3 separate regions of the Mus musculus genome follow, and all the other regions are linked to region 3. The links are chromatin contacts, called in public Hi-C and promoter capture Hi-C maps. All regions are on one chromosome and are shown on one strand. The core of a region is the stretch at or near the end of the contact, and the rest is flanking DNA. Distances in the headings are between cores, read along the strand shown.

Evidence for each region. Promoter capture Hi-C pulls out the DNA fragments that hold promoters and counts their contacts. A called contact is a pair of places that touch in the nucleus more often than the background predicts.
Region 1: a contact with region 3 is called in a Hi-C map of myocytes, with 2.8 times the contacts expected there. The contact joins the promoter of Slc2a5 here to the promoter of Pik3cd in region 3. A contact is called at or near these places in 2 of 39 promoter capture datasets (hippocampal neurons and pre-B cells), 1 of 484 Hi-C or Micro-C datasets (myocytes), 1 of 115 datasets of contacts at active chromatin or transcription factors (neural tube) and 1 of 9 other capture datasets (embryonic stem cells).
Region 2: a promoter capture Hi-C map of pre-B cells shows a contact between it and region 3. The contact joins the promoter of Gpr157 here to the promoter of Pik3cd in region 3. A contact is called at or near these places in 2 of 39 promoter capture datasets (embryonic stem cells and pre-B cells), 1 of 15 datasets of contacts at CTCF or cohesin (embryonic stem cells), 5 of 484 Hi-C or Micro-C datasets (embryonic stem cells, nephron progenitors and palatal mesenchyme) and 5 of 115 datasets of contacts at active chromatin or transcription factors (T-cell acute lymphoblastic leukemia, astrocytes, fibro-adipogenic progenitors and 2 more).

Annotation. Positions count from the first base shown.
Region 1 is chr4:150,117,528-150,121,594 of GRCm38.p6, forward strand. Slc2a5 (solute carrier family 2 (facilitated glucose transporter), member 5) reads left to right here and starts at 1,817. Exons shown (of 14, transcript NM_019741.3): 1 at 1,817-2,023; 2 at 2,128-2,521; 3 at 3,157-3,238. The coding sequence starts at 3,209.
Region 2 is chr4:150,085,978-150,090,305 of GRCm38.p6, forward strand. It overlaps Gpr157 (G protein-coupled receptor 157), which reads left to right and starts at 1,526. Exons shown (of 4, transcript NM_177366.3): 1 at 1,526-2,159. The coding sequence starts at 1,777.
Region 3 is chr4:149,661,812-149,665,788 of GRCm38.p6, forward strand. Pik3cd (phosphatidylinositol-4,5-bisphosphate 3-kinase catalytic subunit delta) reads right to left here and starts at 1,505. Exons shown (of 22, transcript NM_001164052.1): 1 at 1,333-1,505. The coding sequence starts at 1,473.

The sequences.
Region 1 (4,067 bases), core at 567-3,066, 460 kb after region 3:
CTCAGCGAGAGTCTGAGCCCCAAGTGGCCAAGGCTATTTTTGCATCCTTTTTCTCTCTTCTCTATACAGCAAAGGGCCGGGTAAATAAAAACACTGACTAACAGGAAAACTCACATCCCAGAAAGAGCAGCTTCCAAACATTTAGGTTTTCCTCCCCTCCCTCACCCTCCCTTCTCTCTCTCTCTCTCTCTCTCTCTTCCTTCCTCCCTCCCCCCCTTTTATTTTTTATTTTTTTTTAGACATGGTCTTGCATAGCCCACACTGTCTATCCAAGTATGGCCTAGATCTTCTGATAGCCTGCCTCCACCTCCCTAGTGCTGGGATCGTAGGCTGTGCCACCACACTGAGCAATACTCTTCTTCTGGACTGTGTACTGACAAAGTTTCTGTGTTGTGTTACTAATCGTGGTTTTGGAATTGGGATCTGAGACCTAGACCTTCATCCCAGAATTTTTGGCAAAGTTATTTCCCTACTTAGAGGCAATTTAAGGGCTGGAGAGAGGGCTCAGCAGTTAAGAACTCTTGTTCTTCTTGCAAAGGAGCCAGGTTTGGTTCCCAGCACCCACATGGTGGCTCAGAACCATACATGTAAGTCCACTTCAAGGGGATCTATCATCCTCTTGCGACCTAAGCAGGCACCAGTTTCCACATGCAGTACACACATACATGAAGGCAAAACACTCACGTAAAATGACATAGATATTTTAAAATATTTTAGAAGCAACTTAATATAAAAGATCTGAGAGGCTGCTTGGTGGGCTCGGCCTGTCTCACATCCTTCCCCACTGTGGATCAAATGACTTCCCCAAGAGAAAGGTATGGAAGAAGGCCCTCTAGAGTCCAGCCCGGAGAACTGCACCTGGCCACTCCCTTTTCTCTTTAAGACAATCCCTTGGCTCTTATCAGAGATGGCTGCTAAACCCAGGTCAAATTCCTGGAAATATTAGTAATTCGTCACATGTATTCTTTCCACCCGCCTCATTCTGTGCTCTTTAACTCACCAAAATGTCCGTGGGTTTATTAGTGCTTATTAAAGGCCTTTTTAAAGGTCCCATTGAACCAGAGGCTCAGACCTGTAACCCTAACATTTGGGAATCCGAGACCAGGCTCTCTCAGGTTCAAGACCTACCTGGACTATACAGTGAATTCCACAACACCCTGGACTACATAATGGAACTCAGTCTCAAAACACAAACAAACAAACAAACAAACAAACAAAAGCATAAAAATGAATCCCAAAGCTTAGATACAGCGGTGGATTTCCTGCCGCATTCAGAAGCCACAGAAGCAAGGGCGAGATGGCCAGGGAAGGCTCAGCAGGCCGGATCCATCTGGGAGGTCTGAAAACCAAGAGGATCCATCCACACACTTTCAAACCAGATGCACCCAGGGTACTGTGTTCCTAAGAGTGCCCACTGCCCACCTTCCAGCCCTCCACCCTGTTGGCCGTGGCTTGGCTGGGTCCTGAAATTGCGGACAGGTTCTTCAGGGGACACAGAAGACATGTCTATAGAATGACCTTCTCTTCTCTCTTGGAGAAGAGAGCCCTGGGGATGGATGTCCTTGGGGCAGACTGCAGTTGCCAGCCCAGAGGACCAGACAGAATCGCCAGCTCCCTCCAGGGGACACAGGGACGCATGCAGCTCCGCCCCCTCCCCCGCCCCCGCCCCCTACCCGCTCCTGCCCCTCCGCACCCCTCCCCGGCTCACCTCAACCGCAAGTGCTCTTGGGACTGAGGATGAGCGTTGGTCGCGCTGAACTGCGACTGCGCAGAAACCAGACTCCCACTCCGAATACTTCTCTCAGGGTCTGACCACAGACCTGCACCCACCCACCCACCTACCCTGTTGAGAAAGTTGAGGCAGGGATTGAACCCTCAGCTTTCAGATCTCATTTTACAGTAAAACAGGCAGAGAGAAGATTAATAGTTGGGGGCCAAGAAGCTGGCCTCTGTTCCCTACGCTCCCAAGATTGTAAACTCGGCTCGTTATTTCTGTACCCCACCTCTCACTCCCGCCCCCGAAGTAAGTGACACCACCTACAATTTACGTGCATTTTCTTTGGAAGGTTTTGTTTTTCTTCAAACTATTTGAAATACATGAATCTCTCTGGCCCCGTCACGCCTTAGTTGAAGAGCCACCGTGTTGGAGTGGGAAGAAAACAAGGAAGTTTTCCTGGAAGGAGACGCCCCCACTGTCCATTGCTACCCGAGCGGATCTACACTTCTGGATGCAGAGTGGGCTCCTGATAAACGGCTGAAGGGTGAAGGACAAGAAGAAAGACATCTGCTGACTGAACTCGAGCAACAGCTAATAAATCAAAGGAGCATGTCTAACAAGGATGAAAATCTGCGGGCCTGGTGGGACTTTGCTCAGGTTTTGGCTGCCTGGCCTGGTCAGTCCGGTAGCAGTTGAACACGTGCTGAGCGCCGGAGCCCGTGGTGACCAGCTTGTGGGCAGATTGCTGGACTCACACCAGCCTCTGGGGACTTAGCCTGCCCTGCAAAGGAAGAGTACAAGAAGGTATTTGCTACTTTCCCAGTACTGAAAAGTGTATCTCTCCGGGCCGCTCGGGGTTCCTTAAAAAGACAAAATAAAGTTTTCTCCTCAAACAGCGTTACCTAAGGCCAGGGTAGATAGCTCAGCCCTAGAGCACAGGCAATCCGTACTCGGTCTCCAGCACCAATAATAATAGTGATAGTAACGATAATAACAGTTTCATCATGGTTGCTTGAGCAAGAACTGACTCTCCACTAGGGACACTTGGCAGTAGAAGGTGTGGTGGGAAACACTAGGCTAAGCCTTTACAGCCCCATATGTTAGCCCATTATCTAATGTGGCATAGGGCTGGTGACAGCTGTTGCTGTCCATGTGTTCCAGACAGAAATACACTTTCTAGTCATTTTTCAAGGCCGTGCCTGGTGAAGACTTGAGCAGTGGAGGCTGTTTCCCCTGGGTACCTCGCTGAGTCCACAGTTTCAGGGGACCCACTGGCTTAGCCAAACTCTACATGTTTAACTTAAAAGCAGAAGTGAAAGGCAGGGCAAACGCTGCCGGTGCCTGAAAGGGTTATTCTGACTTAGACTAGCAATAAAAATGCAATTGGCTGAGAGTTGGCACGGCCAAAGTGCAGCCTAAATATCTTCCCTCCCGAACAGCACAGCTGGCACTTTGAGGAGGTGAGCCGCAGGCTGCACTTGCAGAGCAACGATGGAGGAAAAACATCAAGAGGAGACAGGGGTGAGTATGTGGCTGGCAGCGGTCAGAGGAGGGGGGTGGGGCGGGGGCGGGGGTGGGTGTCGACTGCTCAGCTTCTTGCTCAGGTATTGCAGAACCTGCCCTGGGCGGCGGGATGCGCTTGTCTGGAAGAGGGCAGTTTGCTCAGAAGCCCAGCAAAGAGTAGGGTTTTATAGGAGTCAGTGCAGTGTTTGTAGACAGATGCCCGTTAGGAATCCTGCCACCGGAACAGCTCTCGGAAAGTGCCTGAAACGGGGCTGGTGAGTATGGTTCTGCTCGTAGAGTACTTACCATGGGTCCAGAAAGTCCAAGGTGAAGCAGGTATGGCTCACGCTTGTGCCTTAGCCCTTGGGAGGTAGAGGTGGGAGATGAGGAGTTTGAGGTTAATCTCAGCCACAAAGGGAGTTCAAAGCCAGCCTAGGATAAAGACCCTGTTTGTCAAAAAAAAAAAAAAATTTTTTTTTCCTTTCTCTTCCAAACTCACAGTGTAAGTAGGGATTAGGTGTAGATTTCCTTGGTTGAGAAAAATTTCCAGCGCCAAGAAGGTAACATGAGCTGGGCAGTGGTAGCGCACGCCTTTAGTCCCAGCACTTGGGAGGCAGAGGCAGGTGGATTTCTGAGTTCAGGGCCAGCCTGGTCTACAGAGCGAGTTCCAGGAAAGCCAGGGCTATACAGAGAAACCCTGTCTCGAAAAAAAAAAAAAAACCAAACAAACAAAAAAATGTTACATGAATTGATGAACACATTCAAGGAATTTGCATTTTAATCCTTCCCACGGCGTTTGTTTGTATGTGGCTAGGGAGGAGCAGGCATCTGTGCAAAATATTATTTA
Region 2 (4,328 bases), core at 276-2,775, 420 kb after region 3:
AAAGGCGTGCGCCACTACTTCCCGGCCTTATTATTATTATTATTATTATTATTATTAATTATGTGTGTGTGTGCCCCCATACTAACTTATGTGCTTGCGAGTACCTTGCCCTTAGAGAGCAGGCCATGGGATGCACTGCAGCTGGAGTCATAAGTGGTTGTGGGCCATCGAATATGCAAGCTGGATCTTGCACAAGTATCTCCATCCCTAAGAAATACAAAATGTTCAAACAAGAAAAAAAAAAAAAACCTCTGTAAACTGGGAACTATGCTTCCTTACTTTTTTCTTTTCATGTAACATATTTAAAATTACATTTTTTTAAATTTATGGGTATGGGGGTACGCCAGCCACAGGTGTGGAGGTCAGATGTGGAGGTCAGATGACAATTTACCCCACCAAGTGCGTCCTGAGAATCAAATTCAGACTGTCAGTGTTATTCTGCCCTGGCAATTACTCAAGGCCATCTCATAGGCACTAATGTTTCATTCCTTAACATCGCACCTGGCGCTGGAGAGATGGCTCAGCGGTTAAGAGCACTTGCTGCTCTTCCAGAGGATCAGATTCGAATCCAGCCCCCACATGGTGCAGGGGGTGGGGAGTCTGACGCACTTTTCTAGCCTCTGTGGGCACTGCATACACATGGTACAGGTACATCCGTGCAGACAAAATATCCACGCACGTAAAATGATAAAATGTATTTTTAAAATAGCACTAATAAGGTATATAGAATAAACAAGGAACTAAAAGTATATATATATTTCAGTAGGTGAGCACTTCATTGGGATGTGTAAGGTCCTGAGTTGTACACCCAGCCCCACAAAAACACAATACTTTCATTGTAACAAAAGTTAGAAACTTCCCCAAATCACCACCACAGATCTTGTGAAGATTTCGAGTACCCAAGCTTCAGGAATGTAGGCCATGCTCTGGACCTGTTTTTGCCACCATCGGAAAGAATGTTTCCAGCAACCACCCCTCCCCTCCCCAACACACACGTAAGCAGGCTGATCAGGGGAAAGTAACATTAGCCTTAAAAATGCCATTCTCCCCTCCCCGCCTCCCCCCAACCCCCAGAACAGGATGTCCTGGCCATTTGCTAACCTCCTAGAGTGGCTCTGAGAGGCAGAAGGCAACGATTGGGACAGGACTGGGAGGTACTAGGTAAGAGGGAAGCGTAGAGGCGCAGAGGCGTGGGGAAACGCGGAGAAGCGATTGAGCTTGAGGCTGAAAGAGCATCAGGGCGGAGCAATGCGCAAGTGGGGGGCATGGGAGGAGCTTGAAGGAGGCTGGGCGGGGCTCTGGGGCTACAGGGCGGGACATGGAGAGCTCAGGGGCGGAGCGCTGGAGCTTCAGATTCGGATGTGTTACTGCGCAGGGGCGGGGTGCAGGGGCGGGACGCGAGGAGAGCGCGCAGGGTTACAGAGTCGGGGTGTGGAGAGCTCATGAAGGGGCTACCAGCTTGGAGACAGCAGGGGCGGGGACTCGGGACGAGATTAGAGTGCTCAGGGGCGGGCGTGGAGTGCTCAAGGGAGGGACCTGGAGGACTCAGGGTAGGATTGTAGAGCTCAGGGACAGGGAGTGGAGGGCGCCGCGGTGAGACCGCTGTTGTGTAGTTGTTAGACTGGGCGGGGCTGGGACGCAGGCGGGACCCGTGGGGACGCGAGCCCGGGCGCCAAATGCCCAGACAGAGGCGACCGCGGGCTCGGCTTGGCCACGACCTCTCGGCACCCTTAGGCCTGTGCACCCTGGCTGTCTGCCCTTGGTCCCCAACCCACCATGCCCTCACCCGCGCCTCCCACCGAGCTGCTGCCGTGGGAGCGCGCGGTGGTGCTGCTGTCGTGTGCGCTGTCAGCTCTGGGCTCGGGCCTCCTGGTGGCCACGCACGCCCTGTGGCCTGACCTGCGTAGCCGGGCGCGGCGCCTGCTACTCTTCCTGTCGCTAGCGGACCTGCTCTCGGCTGCCTCGTACTTCTACGGAGTGCTGCAGGACTTTGCGGGCACTTCGTGGGATTGCGTCCTTCAGGGCGCTCTCTCTACTTTCGCCAACACCAGCTCCTTCTTCTGGACGGTGGCCATCGCCCTCTACCTATACCTCAGCATCGTCCGAACTACGCGCGGGCCCTCCACGGACCACCTAATCTGGGCTTTTCACCTCATCAGGTGAGTAGGAGACCCGGCTTTGCCTCCAGGCCCCAGACCCAGGCTTATGGGTCCCGGGCCTTGCGTGCTGTGCTGTGGCATTCGTGCTTTCCCTATCTAGGTGTCAAGGTGGTGTGTCCTACTGGCAGTCACATGCATCCCCGAACCATGGAAGGGTGCCCAACTTGCCCAAAAAGTTGGAGCCAAACCTGTCTGAGCGTCTCTGAAGAGGGTGGTCTCTGTATCTGCCCCAGCCAGAATCTCCCAGCAAGGTGTGGGTGGGTGCAGAACTTGCCCATAGGAAGAGGTCTGCCATTTAGAAAGGAATTGGAGACAGTCTGTGCCCTTTGCCTCCTACTTCACCGCGATCTGGCAGTCTCTGCTGCCCATGGAGAGAAGTTCCAGTCTGCAGGCTAGAAGATGAGTTAGGTGGCTGCCCTGGCCTAAAAGCCCACAGCTTCCAATTCTATACCACAGTGGTTGTGGTGCGTCCAGCCACTCTCAGACGATAGTGTGCCAACTGTAAAATGCACAGAGGTATGCTTCTTTAAGCTTTTCACGACATTTATAAACTTCAGGCCCCCATTACCTGCACTTTCTTAGACGCTTTTAAAAAAGATTTATTCATTTTATTTTATGTGTGTGAACTGACTGCATGTATGTATGTGTATGTGTCACGTGTATGTGTACTTGGCGCCCTCGTAGGTCAGACGAGGGTATCGGATCCCCTGGAACTGGAGTTACAAATGGTTGTGAACCATCATGTGGGTGCCGGGAATTGAACCAAGGTCCTCTACAAGAGCAAGAAGTGCTCTTAATCACTTCTCTTAACCATGCTCTCAACCATCTCTCCAGGTCACTCGATGTGGTCTTGATTGTCGAGAACTCAGGTCAGGGTCAGGCTGTCAGCCACCTGGAGTCCCTGAGAGTGGGGAAGCCCAAGGCCCTGCACTATGCTGGTCCACTCTTCTTTCACGCTTGTCAGCAAGAAAGCTGTGCCCAGAGGCCAGCCTTCCCTCCTGTCGTTTCAGTTTGAAATTCTCGGCAGTCTGCGCAGAATTTGAGGCAGGAAGCCTAAGGCTTGTTTCCTGTCTCTTTGCCTCAGCTCAAGGCACCAGCGTCCGCCCTAATTATAGGTCCCTTCTATTAAAAACTTGAATGCTTTCCAAGGGCCGAGCGGGTAGTCAGCACTTTGGTAGAGACAGGTCACCTGGGTGTCACACGCAGAGGCCACAAGCTGGGAAGAGTCACTTGACCTCCTGTTCTTGTAGCTGTTGGAAGGAGACCAGCCGGTCCTAAAGAAACGAAAGAGCCCTCCTCTCCACTTGCCAAGCAAAATCTTTGTGCCATGTCACCATGTTACAGGTAGGGACCTACTGAGAAGGAGTCTGGGGTTTCTCTCCCCTCCAGCATGCAGCAGACACTGACTGTGTGAGACACCACAAGTGTGATGCCAGGTGGTCACAGGCACTGGGAAGGGAGCCCAGGGTTGGACCTTTCTTCCAAGGATCTCTCCTCTGCTGCCTTCCTTTAAACCCCGATGACGACAGTATATTTTTTAAGCAAAAGAAACAGAACCCTCTGTGTGGTCCCTACAGAAGATGAGTTCCCTAACCCATCTGAGTTGGGAGTTCTCCGCTCAGTCTGCATCAGCCACCCTCTGGGAGGGTTCTCTATGATGCTTGGAGAAGTCTTCCTAGGGCAGGCTGTGTCCAGGAGACTTGCTAGAACCTGCCCAGCAGGTTCATTTTTGACCCAGATCCTCCCACGCTGGTTGCTAGGGGCTCTCCACAGTATAACCTTGGAGTCTTAGGTTATTGTTGCTGACGGATCTGTTTGTGGAAGAATTCTCATTCCTGGACACGGCCTACCTGAACCCTCACTGTGTGTCTGTGTATATACTTATTAGACAGGTTCTCCCTGTATAGCCTTGGCTGGCCTGGAACCTCCTGCCTCTGGCTCCCGTGGCTGCTACCACGTGTGCTACCACGCCCACTGATTATCCCGGCTCTTCTTGCAGACTTTACAACCTTGCAAAGGATTTTTAAAATACTAACAGCACAAATGGATATCTCTGTGAAGAATTCTTAAGGACAGTCAGGGTTGATGGCACATCCCTATCATCCCAGGGGAGACAGAGGCAGGGGGATCAGGAGTTTAAAGTCAACATTGGCGTCATATAAACTCGGA
Region 3 (3,977 bases), core at 255-2,754:
CTGAGCTATACTCCTAATTGCCTTTTTCTTATCTTCCTAAATTTTAGTGAGTCTATATTGCTTCCATAGTGGGAAAAAAATAGTATTAAAGGAAATCTAGGGTGGGCACAAAGATGATTCTTGTTCCTGCAGTTGGTTTTCCTATTTCCATTTATGGCTTTTAAAATTCCGAGGTAAGGTCTCATCCTTCGCCCGCTCAAAACACAATCCAGTAGATCCCACACTTAGTGGGTTGCAGAGCCCTGTCTAAGTCATAGACAGAAACCACCAAATGCCATCCAGATGTGTGCGATGCTCACTCAGTAAATCACCCTGAAAATGATTCAGCAAACCCCAAACCTCTTTCTAACAATGGTGTTTACTGCCGGGGTGACAACTCTAAAGACGAGTTGGCTTGCAAGGCCCTTGCTCTGTGGACAGAGTGGTTCCGAAAATGACCGCCCAGTCATGAGCGGGATGCGAGCCCAGCCAGAGGCAGCCCCAAAGCTGGCTCGCAATCTAGCAATCTAGTAAAGGGAAATGCATACTGTTAAAGGGGAAGCTGACTTTGGAATGATAAGTGGAGTTTAAACCACAGGTTTTGAGACAATTCTTAGAAATTGTATCTTGTAGACTTCACATCTAAGGGCTGAGGGTAAGAGCTGAGGGTAAGCGCTCAGCGGGTAGGACATGTGCTTTGTAAGCATCAGGACAGAGTCAGTTCCTCGGAATCCACATTTTAGAGGCAGAGGGGGACTGGACAGATGACACAGCAGTTAAGAGCACTGGCTGCCTCTGTTCAATTCTCGGCAGAATATGGTGGCTCAAAGCCATCTGTAACTCTGGTTTCAGGGGACCCAAAGCCCTATTGTGGCCCCTGTTGCACACCAGACACACATATGGTGGATACCTATATGCATGAAATAAAAATAAGTAAATTATAAACAAAACAAGTGGCTGGGGATAATAGCACTCTTTTGCAATCCCAGTATGGAAGAGGTGGAGAAAGGTTGACTTGCTGGCCAGATAGTATAGCCTACTCCAGTGAGATCCTATATCGAGAGAGAGAGAGAGAGAGAGAGAGAGAGAGAGAGAGAGAGAGAGAGAGAGAGAGAAGAAGAAGAAGGAGGAGGAGGAGGAGAAGGAGGAGGAGGAGGAGACAGGAGGGGGACGGGAGGGGGAGGGGAGGGGAGGGGAGGGGGAAAGGAAAATAAGGTGCCCTGCTCCTGAGAAATGGCAGCCAAGGCTGCCTGCCTCTGGTCAGTTCCCACACACAGTTTTTGCCCTGAAATTCTGTGTCTGTGAACAGTGTCTCCCTGAGCATCAAGGTGTGAGAAGCGGCCATGGCTCTACCTGCTTGATGGTGCTGAGGTTGGCATTGCGGGACACGGGGAAGTTCAAGTAGACCCCTGTGGGCAGCAAGAAGTCAACAACCACGCTCTGGCTCTCCTCTTTGGTCCAGAACTCCATGGGGCAGTCCACCCCAGGGGGCATCCTGTTGTGTTACTTCTCTGAGGTCTGTTTTCCTGTGGGAAAGGCAAAGGCATGATGAACTAAGGCTTTGGCCAATGGGACGGCCAGATCTGGGCCACAGGAGGACATGCAAAGCTTGCTACACATGAGGCAGCATCCTGCCTAGGTGGCTTGTGACTCCCACCAATTTAAGCCACCCTATAGGCCGAGGTGCTTCTTATTACAGGTGGACATGCCATAGGCCAAAAGACCGCACTGTGGCCGACAGGTGACCCACAGTGGGAAACAAGAACAGGTAGATGCTTGAAAACCAAAGATAAAACTCTTCAGTTCTTAAAAATGTTCTGGCCAGAGACCAATTAGCTTAAAACCAGCGCTGACGAGCTGGCCACAGCACAGTGGCACCTGCTTACAATTCCAATAGTTGGGAGGTGAAGGGGGCTGATCAGGAGGAGAGCAAAGCCAGCCTCGGTTATATAGTAAGTTCAAAACCAGCTTGATGACCGTGAGATCTCTCTCTCTCTCTCTCTCTCTCTCTCTCTCTCTCACGCACGCACGCACGCACGCACGCACGCACGCACGCACGGAGAAAGAATACATGACTTTATCTAAGGAGTTACGATATCGGTCATGCCAACCCTCAGCCACCCCTTGCCCCCTCCACAGCACCACAGCAATAACAAAACATAACAGATCACAGGACACAGGGTGTGTTCACCACCCACACTCCCAGTCACCAAATCCCTCCCCGTCGCCACCAGCTTCCCCCTTCCAGGTCACTGCAACCTGGAATCTAGCCACTTAATCAACTGTAGGCATGTTTTCATACTCTTATTACTAGTGTGCGTTCATGAGCAATTCCTAGTATTTTCAGTGAGCTTTGAAAACCTGCCTGCCTAGTGACTCTTCAGAGCCGAGCTGTGGGACACCCACAGACCCAGGCTTGTGCAGGTAGGTCCTTTGCAAGGAGCCTACTGCCTCTGTGAGTCCCTGGATGCAACAGCCACATCATATCAAGAAAACATCACTTGCTTGCAACCCTCCTCACCAGCCTTGGGCTTCCGCATTCTTTCTGCCTCCCCCCCTCCCCCTCCCCCCCTCCCCCAACTGCACAGACTTGGAGGAGGGGGAGACAGGGGGGGGGGGCACACAGATTTCCCATTTAGTGCTGAAAGAAGCTTTAATGTTCATATAATCAAATTTGTCTACTTTATGCTTTATTATTTTGATTAGTTTTTTGGTTTTGTTTTTGAAATAGAGTCTCTACTATGTAGGCCAGGTTGGCCTCAAACTCTGTGAAACCTCAACCTCCCAAATGCTGGGATTAAAGGAGTGCACCACTGTGCCTGCCCTATTTTAATTCTTTAAAAAAAACCAGAATTCTAGGCTGAGGGTGTGTGGGTCAGTTGGTAGAGTACTTACCAACACACACACACACACACACACACACACACACACACACACACCCCTCTGCATTCACTTGCCAACACCACATAAACACATTGGGTACGGCTCTGCACATCTGTAATCCCTGCTCATAGCAGGCAGAGACAGGAGGATCAGAAGTTCAATGCCATCTTCTACTACATTGCAAGTTCAAGACCAGCCTCGACTACATAAGACCCTATCTCAAAAAAAAAAAAAAAAGAGGAGGAAAAGAAAGAAAGAAAGAAAGACAGACAAAAAGACTTGTGAATTGGGGTGCGTAGCTCAAGGACAGCTCAGCATGCTTGAGGCTCTGAATTGGAGCCCAACACCAAAACATAACAGAAAATGTCCATGCCTACCACAAGGTCACATTCTCCTGGATTTAAATGACATATTTGGTTTATGAGAGATGTCCCTATTGGTGGTGGTACCAACTGGGCTGGGCCTGACTCACTGGGCAGCAGCTGCTCCGGGCATGCCTCCTGTGCCCCCACCTCTCACCTCCCCGCCCCCACCCCCAGTAGCTGCTGGTACCTACTTCCTCTGAGTGTGAAACCACGTCCTACTTGGGGTTCCTCTTTCTAAGGCCAAAGTTTTCCTTTTTTAATTTAAAATTCGGGCAGGGGAATAGGCAGGAATCTGGAGGGTTGCATCTACAATGCATTCTTTCCAAGCTTGGGAATTCAGGGGTACCTTCGGTCACATGAATACAGGCTTGGGCTTCTGAGGAACCCTACCCAAAGGTCTGGGTCTGAGGCAAGCAGATGTTTTGTGTTCTTGTCTTTCAGTCCCGTGAAAAGGAAGGTCACAGCTGCATTTACCCATCTGGTGGCAGAAAATTATGTCTATAAACAACTTCACTTAACCATGGGGAAGACCCCATGGTGTGCATAGACCATCAAGCCCAGAGAAAGGGAACCACTTCTCTCTTTCCTGGAAGAAGTCTAGAACCTTCCATTTCCAGTAAGATACAAAAGAGAGAGAAAAGCAGGTGCAGGGACTCAGGGTGACCCCCAAATTGCACACTGGTACAGCCACGGAGGTAAACTGTTGGCTCTATCCAGAGTGGAACATGCATGTGCCCTGGAACCAAGACA